Linked DNA regions of Anser cygnoides: all the other regions are linked to region 4. A link is a contact called in public Hi-C data. All regions are on one chromosome and are shown on one strand. The core of a region is the stretch at or near the end of the contact, and the rest is flanking DNA. Distances in the headings are between cores, read along the strand shown. Region 1 overlaps HSF2BP (heat shock transcription factor 2 binding protein). Region 2 overlaps HSF2BP (heat shock transcription factor 2 binding protein). Region 3 overlaps LOC136786604 (a long non-coding RNA gene). Region 4 overlaps LOC106036150 (a long non-coding RNA gene). Region 5 holds the start of SIK1 (salt inducible kinase 1).

The links. Hi-C and Micro-C count contacts between places; a contact is called where the count stands out from the background.
Region 1: a Hi-C map of liver shows a contact between it and region 4, with 7 times the contacts expected there. The contact joins two enhancer-like sites. A contact is called at or near these places in 2 of 7 Hi-C or Micro-C datasets (both in liver).
Region 2: a contact with region 4 is called in a Hi-C map of liver, with 2.5 times the contacts expected there. The contact joins two enhancer-like sites. A contact is called at or near these places in 5 of 7 Hi-C or Micro-C datasets (fetal liver, granulosa cells and liver).
Region 3: a contact with region 4 is called in a Hi-C map of liver, with 19 times the contacts expected there. The contact joins two enhancer-like sites. A contact is called at or near these places in 2 of 7 Hi-C or Micro-C datasets (both in liver).
Region 5: a Hi-C map of liver shows a contact between it and region 4, with 3 times the contacts expected there. The contact joins the promoter of SIK1 here to the enhancer-like site in region 4. A contact is called at or near these places in 4 of 7 Hi-C or Micro-C datasets (granulosa cells and liver).

Annotation. Positions count from the first base shown.
Region 1 is chr1:118,179,579-118,183,183 of Taihu_goose_T2T_genome, reverse strand. HSF2BP (heat shock transcription factor 2 binding protein) reads left to right here. Exons shown (of 11, transcript XR_010825697.1): 11 at 633-3,605. Among named protein-coding and RNA genes, the nearest start is that of SIK1, 50 kb to the right of the region's middle. Within about 2 kb of position 2,218, at least 1 of the 3 cell types and tissues checked has open chromatin away from gene starts, as enhancers often do. A contact at or near this core is called in liver, where this site is marked.
Region 2 is chr1:118,221,114-118,224,681 of Taihu_goose_T2T_genome, reverse strand. HSF2BP (heat shock transcription factor 2 binding protein) reads left to right here. Exons shown (of 11, transcript XR_010825697.1): 5 at 1,016-1,154; 6 at 2,886-3,003. Among named protein-coding and RNA genes, the nearest start is that of HSF2BP, 15 kb to the left of the region's middle. Within about 2 kb of position 1,716, at least 1 of the 3 cell types and tissues checked has open chromatin away from gene starts, as enhancers often do. A contact at or near this core is called in liver, where this site is marked.
Region 3 is chr1:118,156,968-118,160,919 of Taihu_goose_T2T_genome, reverse strand. LOC136786604 (a long non-coding RNA gene) reads right to left here. Exons shown (of 2, transcript XR_010825739.1): 2 at 3,029-3,952. Among named protein-coding and RNA genes, the nearest start is that of SIK1, 27 kb to the right of the region's middle. Within about 2 kb of position 2,164, at least 1 of the 3 cell types and tissues checked has open chromatin away from gene starts, as enhancers often do. A contact at or near this core is called in liver, where this site is marked.
Region 4 is chr1:117,995,591-117,999,682 of Taihu_goose_T2T_genome, reverse strand. It overlaps LOC106036150 (a long non-coding RNA gene), which reads left to right. Exons shown (of 5, transcript XR_010825681.1): 3 at 1,256-1,458. Among named protein-coding and RNA genes, the nearest start is that of CRYAA, 26 kb to the right of the region's middle. Within about 2 kb of position 2,527, at least 3 of the 3 cell types and tissues checked have open chromatin away from gene starts, as enhancers often do. A contact at or near this core is called in liver, where this site is marked.
Region 5 is chr1:118,129,913-118,133,950 of Taihu_goose_T2T_genome, reverse strand. It overlaps SIK1 (salt inducible kinase 1), which reads left to right and starts at 2,134. Exons shown (of 14, transcript XM_066979568.1): 1 at 2,134-2,263; 2 at 2,471-2,685; 3 at 3,429-3,545. The coding sequence starts at 2,533.

The sequences.
Region 1 (3,605 bases), core at 969-3,468, 180 kb before region 4:
TGTAAAGAGAGTTCAATGCGTGGTCTTATCCCTGCATCCCGGAGATACTGCCAAATGTTTCTCAAAGCGATGTTTTCCTGCTCTGTCTTGTGCCGGTCAGCAAATCTCCAGGAGGAGAACGGGTCTCAGACAGCATCTGTGTAGGAGCTGTTTGAGCACCGATGTTATCATTTTGGCTCAGGGTGACAGAACAAAATTATCAGAAAACTAAGTAACAGGCTCATTGTCTGCTCTATTTGAAATCATTTCTGGCAAATAACCGTATCACAGGCAGAAGACCAGACGTCTTTGTGTGGCAGAACAGAGCTGTGTAATGAATACGCGCAGTAAGGATGTAGGACCCGAGTGAGAATCAAGTCTGCGAGACGTCTGTCTACTTACAGTCAGGCTTTCTTGCTCCCTGCAGAGAACAGATGGAAATCCAAGGGAAAAGACAGACAGTGTAAGATAGGAGAGGTGCGCCCCAGATCTGACATTCAGTAGTTTGACCATTTTTACTGCAGCAGCACAACACATTCTGAGCTGGCGTAGCAGAGGAAGTAAGGCGAGTGCTTTGCATACCTCCGTTAGGACATATTTATGTTTTATGTGACTGGATGACATTAAACAGTGGTTCTCATCTCTTTCTGTAGCTGTGAAAGCTGGCAGGGTTCATGCTTCACTAGACCTGCTGGAGTCAACACATCAGCGAGGATGTCTTTGTTGTTTGGCAGCCGTGGCCGAAGAAATTACCAAACCAGATGGAGCCGTGCAGTGCCTCTTGGTATTTTCCCTGCCTGCGGCTCAGCTGCAAAACATGCTCTCCCATCCTGCTTCTCCTACGTTTTTGACAGAGACAAAAAACTTTTCGAGGCTTTTTAATGGCTCCATTCATAGTCTTCAATTTTTTTTAAATCCTTTGTCCTCACTTTGCTTGACCTTTGTACGGTGGAAGACTTTGGATTTTATCCTTCAGGTCCTAAAATCAAGCATGACAGCTTTTGGTTGAACAGTGCCCTGTTAGGACAGTTTTGCCTCTCTAGATGTAAAGACATCAAGAAATGGGGATTGCACAGTGTCCCTTGGTAATGAGCTCCTTGATTGATTGCTCTCACTATTAGATGCCTGCTAGCACAATGTTTTTCTGAATTCAGTTTCCATCTGCTTGTCTTACACCTCCCTCGCCTGCTTTGTTAAAAAACATCTCCACTTTATCCGGCTTCCTTGGCGAGGCACCTGGGCACTTGCCTTTGACTGGCAGAGTAGAAATCCTGACTGAGCTGTTAATCAATGTCCACCTGCAATGGGCATTAGACGGGGACCTCTAAAAAAACTAATTTCTTCCACATCCTTGGTGGTGGAGGATGTTCAGCATCTCTCAGGCAACCTGGGCACTCTGGATGATCCCTTCATGTAAATGCTGTTTACTGGCACGTGGGCATTCCTGTCCCTGCCAACCAAAGGGCTGTCGCGTTATATCAGCCATGTTAGGGGCTGCTTCTTGGCCACACAGCCGCCTCTTTGAAGGTAATTTGGGAACCCTGGGCATAGTGCAGAGGATTTGCTGGGGATAGTTTAATGGAGTCATATGAGGGAAATGAAAGGAGGGAAAGAGGACAGTACATGCCTAGAAATTATTCATGTTATTTATTTGTGGTGTTGCCTTTTTTTTTTTTTTTTAAATTAAAGCAACCCCTGACAGCCTTTTATTTACAAAGAAACATCATGTACTTATCAACAGCAGGAACACAGAACTGTTTGTTGAGCTGCGGCATTTTTAGCTCCTGCTCCCCTGCGCTGCTGATGAGACATTGAGAAATAGTTGTTTAGTGGCCTTAGAGTTGTGTAAATCATTTTAGTCAACAAACTTGGCTGCTCTTTCGAGTTAATGTGCCCTTAAAATGTAACAACATTAGACTATTTGTTTTTGCAACGTTAATCTAAGTACTTTTACTTATAAACAAGAAGCATCTACAAAAAGGAGTCTGCAAAGCACGGCACACAAGTCCAGAGTGTGCAACAGTGTGCCCTGCACAGTGCCAGCCCTTCCTGGGGAGATCACCGTCCTGCTGAACTCTGTGGAAGTGTTTCCATTCGCTTCAGCATAATCAAGATCTGGCACAGCAAGAAAACAAGCTCTGGGTGTCAGCACACTCTACCTCTCCCAGACGTACAGAGGTGCATTTTGGCCCTTTGACAGCGTACATTTTATAATTAAAAAAAAAATATATTTTATTCATGTAAATCACAAGTGGCTCCTTGAGTCCACAGAGAGAAAACGAAGATGCAGATCCCCACAGCTCTCCCATCAGGTCAGAGCCCCCTTTCTCCCATCAGTGAGAGCTACCTATGCCACGGAAGCATGTCAGCAGCTTTCCTGCTGTACAGAGTCTGTCTTGTATTTTGCAGCTTGAACTTCACTCTTTTTTCCTATTAAAGCCCTGCTGGGAGTATTCAGTCATGCAAAGTCGTTAAAGGCAGTGGCAAGGTTTCTTATTGACTTCAGTGGAGTTTGGATCGAGGCCATTTAATTAAGCCACAGAAAAACTGTTTTGCTGTCGTATCTTTTCCTGGTTTAACAATGTTACCCGGATAGGGTCGTATAACCTCCATCCTATGTGGCTAATAAAAATGGCAGCAAAAGCGGCTGGCTGAATAGCCAGTGCCTGAATAGTTGCTGAAAGGTTGTTGCTGTTATTGGTCGAATCGTTTGTTGCCACTTCAACACTTTTTTTTTCTTTCTTTTTGTTGGCAAAGCACCCTGTAACTTTCCCTTTTACTTGGGTGACTGAGCTTTGCCATCTGACATCGTGGCGACACAGGCTGCGTTTATACACCTCTGAAAGAACGGTCTTTGGATGAGCTGTACCCTGTTCCCCACCCGTCTTTTACCTCCGTTCTGCACACTGGACTTCTCTGGCAGGAACCACGAAGAGGCTGGTACGGGCCAGAGGAGAAGCTCCTGACCCTGACGTAAAAACTCACGCAGCCTCCTGTATTGTAGCTATCAGCTATCGTGGTCCCTGACTGCAGCTGGCTTCTCTCAAGTGCGTTTCCCCACAGTGATAACAACCGGCTTCTGATATGAGGACTCAAACGCTTCAGAGGAGCCCCAGCTCCTCTTTGAAAAACACTCAGTATCGCTCCCTCCTCCTGCGACGCTCATCCCAGGTGTTGCTGAGCTCCCAGACACCCGGGCAGAGGCAGCCTGAGAAGAGACCTGCTCGCAAGCAAAGGGCCGCAGGAGGAGGAAGGAAAGACCTGGAGGACCTGTGACGTCCTCTCACACCTTGCACAGACGGTCTGCTTAGGGTTGCCTTCTGAGTCACCCTCCGCAGCACAAAGGCGCAAAGAGGCTTTTGGAGAGGCTTTTCCTTTGTGCCGCCAGCCTCGGTGAGCGGCCGGACCTCCTTCCTTTGGGGCCGCCTCCTCTCTGGGAGGATGTCTCGGGACTTTGGCTCCCGGAGCAGAGCAGGGAAACAAAAGCAGAAACCGAACAGGGAAATCTATTTCCCATGGAAAACCATCAGAAGGAAAGGTTGCCAAGCCCATCCCTACTGTCCCTCAGTGACTGTAAGGATGAGGATAAGGCAGTGAGTTTCGTGTGAGGAAAAATAAAGGCCAGA
Region 2 (3,568 bases), core at 467-2,966, 230 kb before region 4:
CGTAATTTCTAGGCACTTTCTTGAACTGTCTGGCTGTCTTAACTGGGTTGCTGCAGGAAATTACTAGAAGTTTCAGCTCTCTCATGAAACGACTAGCAAAATTATTAAATGCACTGGGAAATCTGGGCTTCCTGTTATGCTATTTTTTTTTACAAAAACCAGAATTCTCTGTGGGAAATAGTGTTTCAGCAATGTTTTACAGGTCAGAATTACTAATAAGCAGAAATGATTCTTTCAGTTCTTCTCTGTGGGTTCTGCCTGCACCTCTGACAAGGCTCTTTGATCCGCTCTGAACTTTGTGCTGGTTGGTTGGTTCTTCAGCTGAGATACCCCAAAACAGAGCAGTGTTCCTGCTGAGGTCTTGTGCTGCATGGGGAAGATTGCATCATGTAATTATGGGCTATACTTCTGACACTGCTGACTAAAATTCAACCTGTGACCCAGAAGAGACCTCAATTTCCTTTTCCAAAGAACTTCTGTGTAGCCTCTTGTTCTCCATCCTGTATTGAGCAATTCACGAATCCTTTTAAGATCCAATCAAATGCTTATTTACTGGGCATTTCATTGGTTTTCTTAGGAAATTCATGTCAAGCCACTAACTTAGGCAGCTGTCCAGTCTTCAGCTGGATAGGGTGTTGACCATGGCTGTTCTGAAATGTGAATATGAAACACCTCATGCAACTGCTGCAAAACAAAAAGATAACGTCCTCAGTTTTGAGACTAAGCATTAATTCTATTGTTTGATACATATTATTGTGGGTTTAGAAGGTCAATACACAATAGTATAGTTTTACAAATAAATGTAGTATTGAGTAGTTTCCCGTATTCTCCTGAGATAATGGTTTCTAATATTAGAGGATTAAACACATCACTTAGTGTGTGCCTGCTGTTTTCTGCTGTCTTGTGAGGAGACTGGATGTCTTAGTAATATTGCAGATTGTCCAGTTTACTGTAGCATCTAATAATCATTGTTGCTGTAGTGTGCATAATCCTTTTTTCTCCTCCGCACTTGCAGAGCAAAGCAGCAAAGTTTTTTACAATCACTGCACAGACTATGGAGAGCTTTGTGAAGTCATTAAGTGAAGACATGAAACAGCAGGATTTGGATTCTGATGAAAACCAGTTTGTGTTAGCTTTGGCAGGGATTGTAACAAGTGAGTTAATGTTCTCTCTCAAAATAGCATTCCGTAGGCACTGGGAATTTCCACATTGCCATATAGGTACTGCAATAATTACAGCTTTATGAAGTCAGGTATTTAGCCAGTGTTGGTATTTTGGTGACTTCCTATTCTTTTAAAGTTCTAACAGATTTTGTCACTCGGCAAGTCTGTGAGGAGTTGTACTTTCTGGAGCATAGTTCAGGATTAGATGTATAAAAACTATTCAGTTTTGAAAGTCCTTGAACTTCTGTTCAATCTCAGGTAAAACAAGGGCCATTTTACCCATCATGTGTACTCACCTTACTTTGTAAATGTCAAGCAGTATACTTTCTGAATCACCAGTAATGCTAACATCTTAGAGATGTACTAATCTCAAATTAATTGCAGATGATGCAGCCACCTCAAGGTATGTGTTCAGCATTTTCAAACTGTGGGAGAATTTTCTTGATGCCAGGTGGACTCCACTGTCTTCTAGATCTCCCAATTCCATGGTGCTAAGAAAAGTAAAAGTTAATAAACCTAACTTCCATAATTTCCATACTAAATACTTATTTTTAGAGTCAGGAAATAAGTAGGAAGCCACACATCTGTCTTAGTATGGCCGCCCTTGACTTGGAAGGCTATTAGAAATGGGGAAGATATGTCAGCTGCATTTTTGTGAAATGGTGCAGCTCTCAAAATGGCATTAGGTAATGTCATGATGTAAGATAGATGAAACAATGGGTATTTATACAAGTAAGGGAATCGGGCATTAACAGCTTTTTTGAATGTGTGATTTTAGGTGTCGTGGTTCCATTAAAGATTATAATAAAGCACTGTATGTGGCACGTTGTGCCACTGTACCAAGTAAAGGTGTAATCCAGTTCTCTCTCATAGCTTCAAAGGAGGAAAAAGAAAAAAAAAATCATAGCAAAAGTAATGTCTGAACAAAGAAAATGTTTAAAGGCTTGGATGGGGAAGGATGGTGGTGTTCTGCCTGAGCAGGAATCACTGTGATGGAATGAAATCTTGCCTCACAGAAGCTTATACAAATTTTTCCACTGAATTTGATAATGCCAAGATTTTTCTCTTTGTCTCTGTAATTTAGGAAAGGGGTTGCTGAAACTTCAGCATGATAAAGGTTGCTGGAAAATACCTCTTGCATATAAGGATGCCCTGAATTATGGGGCAAGCATAAGGAAAAACATTTCAGGAAAATATGTTTTGGAGCAGTAGTTTCTGGAAATGTTTTGCCTTTTGGTTTGTGCATGAATATTGCAGTGCCTGCAGAGAAATAGAAAAAGAACTTTTGAGTAGACTTTCACAAGTGTTTCAGTTGTGTAATGTGCCAGGCACATTGGATTGACTGATTGTAAAACAATCTGCAATCTCATTTTTGTAAAACGGAACCTATGATGATCAGCTTTGCTTCATTCCCACATTACTTGCAGATGTCAGCTTAGAACTGCTTAAATCCAACATTTTGTTTCATGATTCACTGTGTTACTATTAGGATACTGGCCACCCTGAATAAATATTTGAATTATCAAAGCAGAATTATGAAGGAGTTTAATCAGTATCATTTGCTGCTTCAGTATTTGCTATGTAGATGGTTATAATTTGAAGTTTATATAGATGCCATAGTTCATTCTTCACAGCTGACATTTTTTTAGTTGTCCTTATAATTAGCATAAAACTTTGTTTGAAACATGAATTTTTATAGTAATGTTTTGTGTTCTCTCACAGATGTGGCTGCGCTGGCATGTGGCCGTGAGTTCCTGGTTACTTCAAGTCGTGAATTATTGGACACAATGGTGCAGCTCCTGGGAGACATGAAGCCTGGACTCTGTACAAAATTCAAAGTGTATGGTGACCTTTTTTTTCTTTCAAATGAAATGCATTACCTTACAGTGCAGATCACAGTGATTACAGCAGGCTTCCCACTCTCACATTATTTCCTTTCCTGGAGATCATAGAATTGTAGAATGGCTTGGGTTGGAAGGGACCTTAAAGACCAACTGGTTCCACCCCCCTGCCATGGGCAGGGACACCTCCCACCAGACCAGGCTGCCCAAAGCCCCATCCAGCCTGGCCTTGAGCACCTCCAGGGATGGGGCACCCACAGCTTCTCTGGGCAACTTGTTCACCTGCCTCACCACGCTCTGAGTAAAGAATTTCCTCCTAATATCTAAATCTGATGGTGACATAAGGAATAATGGTTGGAAAACTGTTTTCACAGCAGCATTCCTTGCATATGCACTAGGCTTGGCTGCAGTGCTAGCTTCAACCAGGATACCTGTCTCTTTGAAAGTCTCTTAAGCACTGTAATATTGTAGGGATGAGCAGGGATACACTCCTCTGGCTTACAAGGGGCTCATGTTTTGATAAGGAAGGTGTGAGGTCAAGCTTTAAATAATAACCGTGGCAAA
Region 3 (3,952 bases), core at 915-3,414, 160 kb before region 4:
CGTGTTTTCAATGGTTATCAAGCTGCTATGAAAATTGTTTTCATTAAAATGAAAACCCGCCAGGACATTATGTTTTCACAAAAAGATTCTTATTTTTTATTCCTGCGGCAGTCTCACCTGTTGGTCATACCTGAACCCATTCCAGCCTGATTGTAGGTCAAAGGGAGAGTTTTGAAGGATCTGGTTAACCCACGTCTTCTCATCATTTCTGTTTCAGTGAGACAAAGGCACCTAGACTTTTCCTGGTTCTAGAGCTAGAAGTTAGCAGCCCTGGTCCAGGAATAGGGATAGGGAGAAAATAAAAGGAAATGTGCAATAGAAGGGTGCTAAGAGATACTGAAGGGTGAGGGACACTGAAACCTCCAGGCTCAGCAGGAGGTACATCGCCTCCTTTCAAGGTGTTTTCACCCTTGAAATCTTCCATGGGAAGAAATGCAGAAGGAAAATCCTTTTCAAATGTACATGACAAGATGCCAGCAAGTGGCAGCAGCTCTCTGTGTGACAAAGAGACTGTCCACATCTCACATCAGCTGCTTGCTCAGCTGTTTGCCTGAAAACCGAGCAACAAAACACGTCCAAATCACAAGCTCTTCTGGCACTGCTGGAATAACAGCCCAGCACTGACCTGAGGGGCTTCAAGAGGTGAGCTGGAAGCTGCTGGAGGACTTCTGCTCTGGTCCCCTTGTGGAGAGGCCCAAGGGGACAGAGCAGTGCAGAGGAAAGGAGAAATGTGGGGTTTAGGAAACACGGAATTCCTTTTTTTTTTTTTTTTGCAGGAGGAGCCCCCATTGCTATTCTGGTTTCTCTGTGTCTTCAATCATCAAATGAAGCTTTTGTCTTTTGATAGGGCAAGGAGGAAAGTAATGTACAATAGCTGTTCTGACAGCCCGGCACACCCCACTTCAGTGGTTTAAAGCTTTCTTTGTACTGGATTTGTTCTTCTAGTGCTAATGACCAGGTTGCCATAAATAGGCACTAAATAGGTCTGGACACAGTAAAGGGAAGTGTAGGTCAACGTTAGCTCTTGTGTTGTCCTTCAGATCTCTGTATCAAAGACATTCACAAAGAAAGGGAAGGTGCATTTTCAAATTCTGCCCCTTTTAGATATCGAGGGGGAAACTGAGTCATGAAAAAGTGGCATGACTGCGAGTCACACAGCATTTTCTTGTCAAAGCAGGATGGGGATGAGCAGAGACATGAGCTCCAAACAGCAAGGCATCACCCTATGGGGCAAAATTAAGCCCCCATTGAAACCGTAGGTTACTGGATGGGTGAGGGACACAAAGTCATCTCATGGAGGTTGGCAACTGGAAGGGCACAGCTCTCTGATTTTTAAGCCATGCACGCTAACTCGAACCAGATGGAGAGGACACAAATGTGACTGGTTGTATCCGTGGGGGCACTGCCAGGCACTGCCACTGTCTGCCAGCCCCCCGTGGGTCTACATTTAGCCTGCAGCAACTTAGGAAAGACCCAGAGGGGAGGAAAGAGCAAGAGAAGTTGTCCTGCAAGGGATGTCAGCTGCTATTCGCCACCCTCAGGGGGTCAAGCTCACTTTACATGGGTCTGGTGTTTGTGAAACACCCTGCGCCGGATGCCCAGACCCGGAGCACCCTGTTCCTCCCCTCTTTCTAAGAAACGAGCCCTCCCTCTCTGTGCTCCCTGCTCAGCACCTCCCTGCTGGGAATGCCACTGCTGCTGGGCACTTGGGTGACATCTGCCCTGCGTGGCGAGCAGCTGAGCCTGATCAAAGTTCTCCGGAGCAAGGCAGATGCGGTGTCACGTACAAAAACCCGCTTTCCAACTAGGGCAGGCTGGTGTGGAGCCCAGGGCATGACCTTTTCTGCGTGGCATGCTCCCATGTAATGTGACCGCGCTGCCAGGCGGCGTTGCGACAGGGCTTGCTGGCCTTTGAGTTGTGCAGGCGTCCGGGATGTTGCATTCCTCCCCCGGACCAAGAGACCGCTGGTAAACCACACCGGATGCCAACCAAACCGGGCTATTCTTCGTGTTATGTTGCTTCAGATGCAAGATTTTGACCTCAACTCACTTTTCTTTTTGAAAAGGGAGCTTGTTTCTTAGGGAAGACTGATTTGGTCCTGAGGTTTTGGGATAAATCTGGTATGAATCCACCCATTATTCTTTGGTGCTGCCCATCCTTCCCACCCGAACAGGGCAACTGCTGTAGTGGCTGGGCTACTCGTCTGTCAGCCAGGTAGGGAGTCTGAGCCACGTTCTGTGCTCCTGCGCAGCCTCTTGGGCAGCTGTCCCAGATCAGGGACGCTTCTGGGATGCAGGCTGTGTACCCAGTGTAAATCAGTTCACCACACACGGGTAAACAGCTCTGTCCTTTAGCACATCAGCTCAAGTGGGAGACAGTCCGGTGTGAAGCCCTTGCACTAAGATGAAATCACTTCTTTTCCAGTATCTCCCTTCACCCTAATCCTAATTATTCTGGCTTGAGCCTGTGCTAGCCTGTAAAGAGGGGGAGACACCAAGAGGTGGAAAATCAGCTCTGAATCTGTTTCTGCTGCAAGAATCAGGTCCCTGGCTTCTCATCCTCAGCAGAGTTCTTGATAGTGATACAAAACAGCAACATTTCTTCCCCCTAATTGCCCTGCCTACACTTTGGACTGTAACAAAAACAGGTTTGCTTTGGGTGTTAGAGAAACAAGATGGAAATGACAGTGTCTTTGCTAGAAATTTAAAGGCAGGAGTATCCAGAAAACAGAGAGAGCAAGTCAACGCTTACTTTGAAGCTGCCTTCCAGAAAATTGAAGCCAAGAATTTAGGATTTGTAATTTCTTCAGTCAAATATAAATTCATGGACTCAATACAAAAAAAAAAAAAAAAGGGGGTAGGGGCCAGCTGAATAAAATAGCATGACTTTTGGAATCTAGATGGTCAAACAAAAGGATTCAGCGTTAGCATTCTGGTCCAAAAGCAATCAATGAATACAACGCTCTTTTTACTCAGGTGGCCAATTTCTACTATTTACATGTCTTACTTTCCAGTGTCAGCACAGCTCTTGGGAAAGGAATTGTGCTTTTTATTTTTGCTTCACATCGTTATCTAAATTGTATCTGCAGCTTTTTAGTTACCGGTGATAGCGATGGGTCTGTAAGTAGCCTGGCTTGACTCTGAGGTTGCAGGCAGGATTCGCAATGGTAGCACTTTGGAAAACCTTCCTTTTGACCTCCAGATGCAATTAGCTGTGGTATCAATGAGAGACGTACTCGGAACAAGCATCCCCTCCGAGAACAGCTGCAATGAACAAGCAGAAATTTCTGAGACAGCACAAGCTTGTAAACCCTTCCACAAGGCTGTTGAATGACAGCAGGTTGGAAGCATGTAATGAGAAGCACGGGTTCACTGACTAAGCATCCCTACAGGGACCGAGGCTTAATCCTCCCATAGGCTGTGCCCTCTCACCCCGCTCAGAAGCAGGAGGAATGACATGCTCTACAGGAATGACATAATTAAGAGTAAGGTTGATGTACTGCGAAATGTGAGTGACGCGGAGCTTGCCTTCTCGCTGACCTGCCTGGAGCAGGCCAGTCCATCAGCCAGGCCACTGTGCATAGTCCTTGGTTTGTCCCCAACCCCTTGCTCCTCTCGTTTGTGAGGCCAGCGAGGGCTGCCACGCAGCACGGTGCAGTACAGAGGCAGGTGGAGCTCACCTTGCCAAGTGCTCCTGCTCATATTGCATGCTGAGATGTCTCAGGTGAGGCTTCCTTTCCATACAGCTGCAATATGGAAGTCTTAACCCTAAAAAGAAACCGGAGCAAGGAGCTAGAAGGTAAGTCTGCTGTAAGTCGCAGCACAAGGTACTGTTCACTTGGCTGAGACAGCTCCTTCCCTTGGCCAGTGCTAGGAGCAGCCCGGGCTGAAAGGGGTTCAGGGTAGGCAGCTACAGGGAGAGCAAAGCCTTCACTAGACACCTCTGCAAATC
Region 4 (4,092 bases), core at 1,278-3,777:
TGGCTCAGCTGGTCTAGATTTGATCATTTTGGGTCATATTTCTCTGTTTCAAAAGTGCAAGTGAAAAAATAAAGAAATGTCTGGGGAGTATTGAGAAACTTGGAGGTCCCCATTTGGAGAATGCTGTTGAAAATACAGTGACATGGATAATGATGACAAAGGTGTGCAGCTGAATAGGGCAGGATTTTAATAGACCACTAAAATAGAAACTTCAGCCATGGAGCACATACTGAGTTTATATGACACTGGCTTGTTTTTCCCAATGTGTAAAGACCCCAGCAATCTATCAAGAAGACAAAAGCATCTGAAGCCTTTGCAGAATGCCTTTCAGCAGGACTTTGAAGTACTCCTGGTCAAGGACACACTGGTTAACTATACCCACAGGGAGCAATTATTCCTTGTGCGTTGACATTAACAGCAAGCCCAGGAGATATTTGGAGTTGTCCTGTGGTGGCAGGATCCAGAGCTCACTTCAAGAGCACAAACACTTCCCATCCTTACCTGAATAAAACTCTTCATGGACAAGAGGTCCCAGTCATGTGTTCAGCTGCTTTGGCCTTTGCTTCCAACCTGCTGTTTGCTTCCCTGAAGGCTACTTTGGTCAGTACAGTGCAGTCTCCTACATTTCCCCTTCTTCTCCAACTTGGGAGACTGTGGGTTTGTGGCCATCACTCAGAAAGTCTTGAACAAGCCTCTGACCAAAGAAGGAAGGTGTCTTTCCTATGGAAATACGTGCTTTAAACCATCTGGGAAAAGGAGATCCAAGATGAAATTGAAAACCCGGAGTCAGGTTCTCTTTAATGATGAGAATTACAGACGAAGGGACTGCAGAGTGCTTCCACACCAGCGCCAGTGTTTTAGATCCACGTTTGCAAACTTTGCACTGACGTAAATGAGATGCACGTCAAAATGCAGCAATGAATTTCTTGCGCTTCATCATAAGCCTATAAAATGAGCGAGCCAAAACTGAAGGTTTGGGGAGGTTCACAGATCTTTCAGTCAAACCGGGGCCAAGTCTCCAGCAAACCTGAGCCAATGTCTTTCACTTGGAAAGCACAAGGTAACCTTAGACTGTGATTAAAGCGAGAAACACAGAGGACTTACGACTCTAAATGCACTCATTTACTCTGAGACCATTTCAAGACCAGAACAATGTGTCCAACCCCATTTCCAAGTCCAGATTTGTTTCTCCATGGTAGGAAATAATGCTCAAAAAAAAAAAAAAAGTATATATATTTCTGTATTTCTGTTACAGCTTTCTCCACCACCACAGGGGCTCCATATGAGGCTGTGCTTGGGCATACCTTCCAGCTGAGCTCCAGCTGATGCTGTGAAGAGGGAGAGCCCAGCTCTCACTCACTTGGCAGGAAGGGATCAAGGGGCACAGATGAAAAACAAAGTACGCTCTAGCCTCGTCCTCCAGCACGTCTTCTGAACTTGGTTCTTCCTCAGCGCCAGGTAGGTGTTTTGGATCAGATTCAGCTGCTGAGATGTAGATGTCTGCAACGCAAATATCTTTGCCTGAGCGTGCCTCCTAGGCAATGGATGTAGCCCATTCTGGCAGCGATACCTCTCTTTCTGATGGAGATGGCTTATATGAAGAGTGCCCATTAAGTGGCTATTTGTCTCCATTGTGAGCTTAGACTGAGACGTCTACTCTGTAGACCTCAGAAGTTAGGTGAGCTGAATCCTATCCCTACATCCCAGCAAAGAGCAAGCAAAGGGACTGGAAAATACATGGGTCGTGGGGCTCACCGTTCACAAACTGACACCAAGCCCTTTCTTAGCTGTGCATTGCACTTCTTGTTCCAGCTGCCCCACAGTTCTCAGAGACTTCCAAAACACATGAGCAACCCAAGAGCAGGTTTCCCAGGGTTTGTCCTCTGCAGATTTCTCCCTGCATGTTCATCTCACTAACATCCTTCTCCTGCCAAGCTGCTGGGATGCTGGCAAGACCCCGGAGCTCGCCTGCCGTCACCGTGCAGCGTAGCAGTTTGTGTCCTTTGATCTTGTGCCCTAGAGATCCAAGTTGGCTTCAAGGGTGGTCAGGAAGTGCTTTGTGGTCCACGGTTCAGTGAGGCAAGGGGAAAAAATACTCTGTGAACCCTGCTGGGCAGGATGGGCTTTTATGTGGTGGCTCATAACAGCAGGGGACTGGACGGGGTGACCCTTGTGGTCACATCCCTGCCCTGTTCCTAAGGGCAGCGGTAGGACAGGTCTCCAGCTTCACAGCCGCTGCTTTACCTGCCCAATCTTCTGCATTTTGCCCGTGGCTTTGACTCTTATAGGACAAGAGCCAGCAATCTCACGTTACTGCCGGCCTCCTAAATGCAGAGGGGAGCATTGTTGCCAAGCAAGAGCAAACTGCACGCAGGGTAAATGTACAACCAGGGTCCATCAGGAGAGCTGAAAGCCAGCCAGGGTCGGTGGCAGCCAGCGAGCTTGCGGGCGCGGGAAGGACATTGCTTGGAAGTGTTACAGAAGACCTTGATGACTCCAGACATCTCTGGTGCGTGCGTGCGCAATGGTTACCTCAGTAACAGGTGTTAAAAGTCCCAGGAATAAGCTTTGCCGCCCTCCCTCTCCCCGCCAGGCCCTATTCACGGCACGCTGACAATAAATAACCCCCTCATCATGCACCATGGGCACACCACGTACCCAGGCAGGGCCGTCGTTTGGAAAGGAGGGCTATTTTCGGCTGCAGCTAAAGCGGGGAAGCTCCGACTGGGGGCCCTGGCATTTGGCAAGGCTTAGCGGGATCTGTTTGTGCCTGCCGGGTCCCGCAGTCCTCCCGGCACGGCGGTGTCACTGTACCCGCACGGACTGGGGTAAAGAGATCGCCTGATTCGTGTCAGCAGCTCGGTGCTGGCGAAGGTGCGCTCGTTGCTCTCTCCTCAGCTGAAAAACAATACGGCTTTGTCACCCCTTAGCAGTCAGCGGGGACGTGTCCTGAGAACCAGCCGAGCCCAGCCACTCGGGGAGGGGAAAGAAGGGGGAGGAAACAACTGCTTATTGTCTTGACGGAGAGATGCTGTCTCAGACACGAGGAAAAGGAAGAGCCAGGTGTCTTGTATGGCTACCGACCAACAGAAAGTACAACTGCATGAAGACAGGCTCACCAAAAGGTCACCAGACCGCTCTGTTTTTGGTAAGAGGGACGTGTTTCTTGGCTTCCTGTTGCAACCTGGACGTATTTGTTCGAGATTAGAAGCTTTAATAAACAGCACTGCCTGCAGGGCTATTTTCTTGCCTTGATTCAGCTGGAACTAACACGAGGCCAGTTGCTGTTCAGTGCCCTCCTATTTCCCTTGGCTCCCATACACCTCCACCCCATACGTTTCTGGAGGGAAGGCTTTCCACTTTCCAGACAGACAGTGTCCCGCCACTGCTCTGCAATGCTGTGCCTGGCAGCTCCCACCACGTAGTCCCACCACGGGCGCAGCCATAACCCACAGGGCATGCACAGGCAGACGGAGCCCTGGCAGCACTCGGGGGCAGAGATGCCCTGGGGAAAATGGGAAATTGTGGCTGGGCAGGGCTCTGCAGATACATGGCTAAAGCTTAGCCTTGCCTCCCGCACCTGGGAGTGCCTGATGGGTGACCTGATGTCATATCTGGGGACAATCCGGGCCCTGTGAGCGCACGAGCAGCACCGGGGTTTGGCATCTTTCTTCTCCCGGCAGGGCTGGAAAGGGGACCCTCCATACTCTGAAAGCAACATGCATAAACAGAGAACCACAACAGACTGTAGTCTGCACCCACGAGGCAGCGGCGCTCCAGCCTGGCACCTGAAGGAAACTGAAGGAAGCACTGAAGGAACAAGTCCTTCCCTTGGGGAAAGCAGGGGTTTTCCACTCGGGCACAACCTTGTCTTCTGCCCTGGGACCTCTTCTTCACTGCTGGGGATAGTTTGGGCTTTCCCTGAGGACTCTCTGAATTTCCAGCTAGAGGGACTTTGTCCAAGAGATTTGTCTCCCCACCAGGACTTGTCAGCAGTCCTGTCCCCGCCATGTGAGTAGGTGCTACCCCGACTTTTCCCCAGGGCACCCACCTACCAGGTCCAAAATACCACGAAACCCATCCTCCAGGCAC
Region 5 (4,038 bases), core at 885-3,384, 130 kb before region 4:
TTCCATCTAATGCGCGTAATTAAAACCAGGATCAAGGATTCTAACCCTCTGGTGCCGTCTTACAATCTCCAGGCAGTCCCATGGCACAGGTGTCTGCCACTCCTTAGGATGGAAAAATCATGAGATATTAGACAGAACACCAAATCCAGTTCACTTCTTCCCATTTAGGAAGGAAAAAAAAAAGAAAAAAAAAAGAGTCCTTTAAAAAGAAATAAAAATGTTACCTTCCTAGCTGGGGCTGTCTGCCTTGCGTGTTCTTTCTAAAAAGCCTGGTTCTGTTTGCCATCCTAAAACACTTAATCAATTTGAAATGAAAACAGCAACTATAATTAAAGGGAGGAAAATCCCACCACAGCAGAGGAACCATTATTAAGGTAATTTTTTTCTTTATAACTCCTGGGGCACTGTTCACATGCAGTTGCTACTGTATATGCTGTTTGTGCGTCACCTCCTCTTCGTGAGCTCCACGGAGAATACATTGTTAGCTTAAAAATAACAATAATAATAATAATAAGCCAGCTTTTCATGTGAGTTATTCAAAGCACTGTGTAAGCGCTAATTGAACGTTACGATAGCCAGGGAAGGCTGTATGCTATTACCCCCTTACACCAAATGGCAGGAGTCCCACGACCGGGGCCAAACCAGTGCCTCCGTGCAAGCAGTGCCCGTGCTCAGGCTCCTAGCCACCAGCTCTGCAAGCCACGGCTCTCTACCACCTTCATTTCAAGCCCTGCAGGTGCTCAGGTGTTACTTCTCCGCGTTTCTAGATGAAGGATCCTGCAGCATAACCGGCCTAGCAGCCAAGTTACTGAGGGCGACAAGAGCAATATAACTCATTAGGTAAGAGAAGCAGAGAAAGTCCGGTTTGCTTCACTAGAACATGCTGACAGATCTCTCTCATTCATATTTATGACACACAGCTTGTGTATCACGTAATTTGATTTATATAAACCACATTTTTCTCATCAGGTCCTCACAGTGTAAATCTTAAATAACAGTAATACAAAAAAGCTAACAACGTTGGCTCTCCTCCCATAGGGGGTCCACCTTGAGCCCTTCAGAAATCACTCAAGGGCCTTAAGGAGACCATCAGCTACAGGTGAAAAAAACATATAAATTGCTTTGCAAAGTTTGGTCTGACGCAGAGCTATATCCCCTCCCGTGAAACTCATATTTTTATTGCGAGGAGCCTGGCTCATCCATTTGTAGCGGTGGTAGCTGCTGGGTGGAAGGTAAGTGTCCGGTGTGTTAGTGACGATGACGGTCAGAAAAGGACTTCAGACTAAGGCAAACAGCCTTCTGGTCAGGAGTCTGGTCACAGAGTGGGGCATTACTTGTCTGAAAAAAGTCTAGGACTGACCCTAACAGAGAGTAAGCTGAGTAACAGACACGCCAGGCATCACCAAGCCGCATTTTTAAGGCTTAGCTGGAACGTGAGACCAAGCGCGCAAACTTTGGTCGCTGTGTGGAGACTGAACTTTGAAGACTGAACTTTGAAGACCGAACTTGGTGTGAAGACTGCACTTTGTGTGAAGACTGAACTCTATTGAAGGCATCTGCCACTTGGCTTTTGGCAACGAGCCTCGAGAGGAGCCCAGCGGGCACGTTCGGGACCCCCACTCAGCCTGGGGGTGCAAAAGGGCCCGCTTCCAAGCCCCGCTCGCCGAGCCGCCACCTCCGCAGGTGCAGGCGGAAGGCAGGGCGAGGGGCTCGTCGCTTCGCCACCGCCGCCCGCCTCGCCCGCTAACGGGCGCTTAACGGCGGCTAACGGCCGCGCGCCGGCAGGGGGCGACCCCGCCGCGAGATGGCGGGCGTCACGTGACAGCGGCGGGGCGGGGCGGGGCGGGGAGCGGGCCGGAGACCCAGGTGCCCCCTCCCCTCCCTCCCTGACGTCACCGCCCCCCCGTCTCCCCGGCGACGGCTCCATCAGCGCGCGCGTCAGCGCCGCCCGTTGCCCGGCAACGCCGCGCCGTCTCGCTCCCCTCCAGCCCCGCGCCGGGCCGCGCGTCTCTCTGGCGTCAAACGTGACGTCAATGGGGCCCGGCTCGGCTTTCCGCCGGTGGGCGGGGGAGGAGGAGCGGGCCGAGGAGGGGCGGGGGGAGGAGGAGGGGAGGGGGGAGGAGGGAGGAGGGAGCACGCGGGGTGCCCCCCTCCCTCCCCCGCGGCGCCGCGCATGCGCGCTGCCTGCCTCCCTCCCTCCCTCCCTCACACCCGAGCCGCGCGGCGGCAGAGCCCGGCGCGAGCCGCGGGGAGCGCGCGCCAGGTACGGGCGCGGCAACGGCCGCCCGCCAACGGTCGCGCACCAACGGTCGCGGCTGTGAGGGGAGCGCGGAGGGCTGTGAGGGGAGCGGGGCGGCCGCGGCTCCGCCGGGCGCCTCCCGCCGCCGTACGGCGGCGGGAGGCGCCCGGCGGAGCCGCGGCCGCCGGTGCGAGGGGGGAGCTCTGACCGACTCCGGTGTCTCCCGTGCAGGTGCAGCGCCCATGCTGCCGTCCTGAACGCGGCGGTGCCTTCGCCCGCCGCCCGCCTGAACCATGGTGATCATGTCAGAGTACGCCGCCGTGCCCGCCGCCAAGCCAGCCCAGCAGCGGCCGCTGCGAGTCGGCTTCTACGACATCGAGAGGACGCTGGGGAAAGGCAACTTCGCCGTGGTGAAGCTGGCCCGGCACAGGGTGACCAAAACGCAGGTGAGTGCGGCTAGGGGGATAGGGGAGAGCCCAGACGGCGTTTTCTTTACAAACACAACAAAAGAAAGCGGCACGGGAGGTGAAAAGCCCGGCAGCGAACTCCGTGCTTTCTCACCGCAGTACCAGCAGCCCGTGCCCCACGGAGTTGGTGTAAAACTAAAGCAAGAACACATCAAAAATAACACCGCCAACTACCACGATACCTTCTCTCCATCCCTCCTACTTCTCCAAGAGCTCCTCAGTCTGTTGGACTCTTAAACTCTTTAGACAGGTTTAATTTTTTCATTCAGCACGTACATTTGGAGAACAAAGAACTTGCGGCGTTCGCGGAGATGATTTCCTAATGGGCAAGCAGCTGTATTTCCATGTGTAGTACATGTCAAAGTCACACCGGTCGCTCGAGTAGAAAACAGCCTGTTACAGAAATCAGTTTTTCGCTAGCATGGGGTGGATTAAAAGATTTACCGAATCCTGCCCAGTGTTAATTTCTGCAGTTCTGTTTGCTACCTTACGTGTAATCCTTTGACGTAGAAAAGAAAAATGAAAACGCTTTGTCGTGAATTCAGTGCAGTTCAGAAAAATCAGCTTTGTCGGGACTGTACTTTAGAGGTTACTTTACGTGGATTTTGTGAGTTTGTGTGTGGTTTTGCATGCGGTGCTGTGTTTGTTTGTTTTTTTTTTCTAGGAATACCTATTTTGCAATGCCTGGAGTTGTTTTATTTTCTTAATTCTTTAATCTGCAGGTTGCAATAAAAATAATAGACAAAACAAGGTTAGACCCGAGCAACCTGGAGAAGATTTATAGAGAAGTTCAGATAATGAAGCTTTTGAATCATCCCCACATTATCAAGCTATACCAGGTAAGAGGTCGGCTTTGAAGCACAGCATGCAAATGACATACGCGTGTCTTGCACATGATTTTACATCAAATATTTGCAGAGAAAACGCAAATTGAAATAGTTTACTTAAAGAGTTTTCTACAAAAACTGTTTTTTTTGTGTTTTTTTTTTTTAAGTCACTCATCATTCTTTAAACAAGATTCTGGTAATTAGACGACTATTTGGCAAATTGATTAAAACAAAACGATTAAAACAAAACCATTAAAACAGACTGAAATCCGTTTCTTGATCTGAAATGAACTATCTGAACTTCTACAGTTAACTTGCCTTCCTAACTCCTCTGCTTTTCCAGTGTAGAAGGTCAGAGCTTCTTACGTACTTTTGATAAGAGGAGGACTTAAACTCTTTTAGGACAGCAGAGTCGCGTGCGCAAAAGTTGGGCTTGCCATAAGTGGAAGGGCTTTAAGATCACCAGCAAAAAAAAAAAAAAAGTCTACAAATGTTGATACCGTAA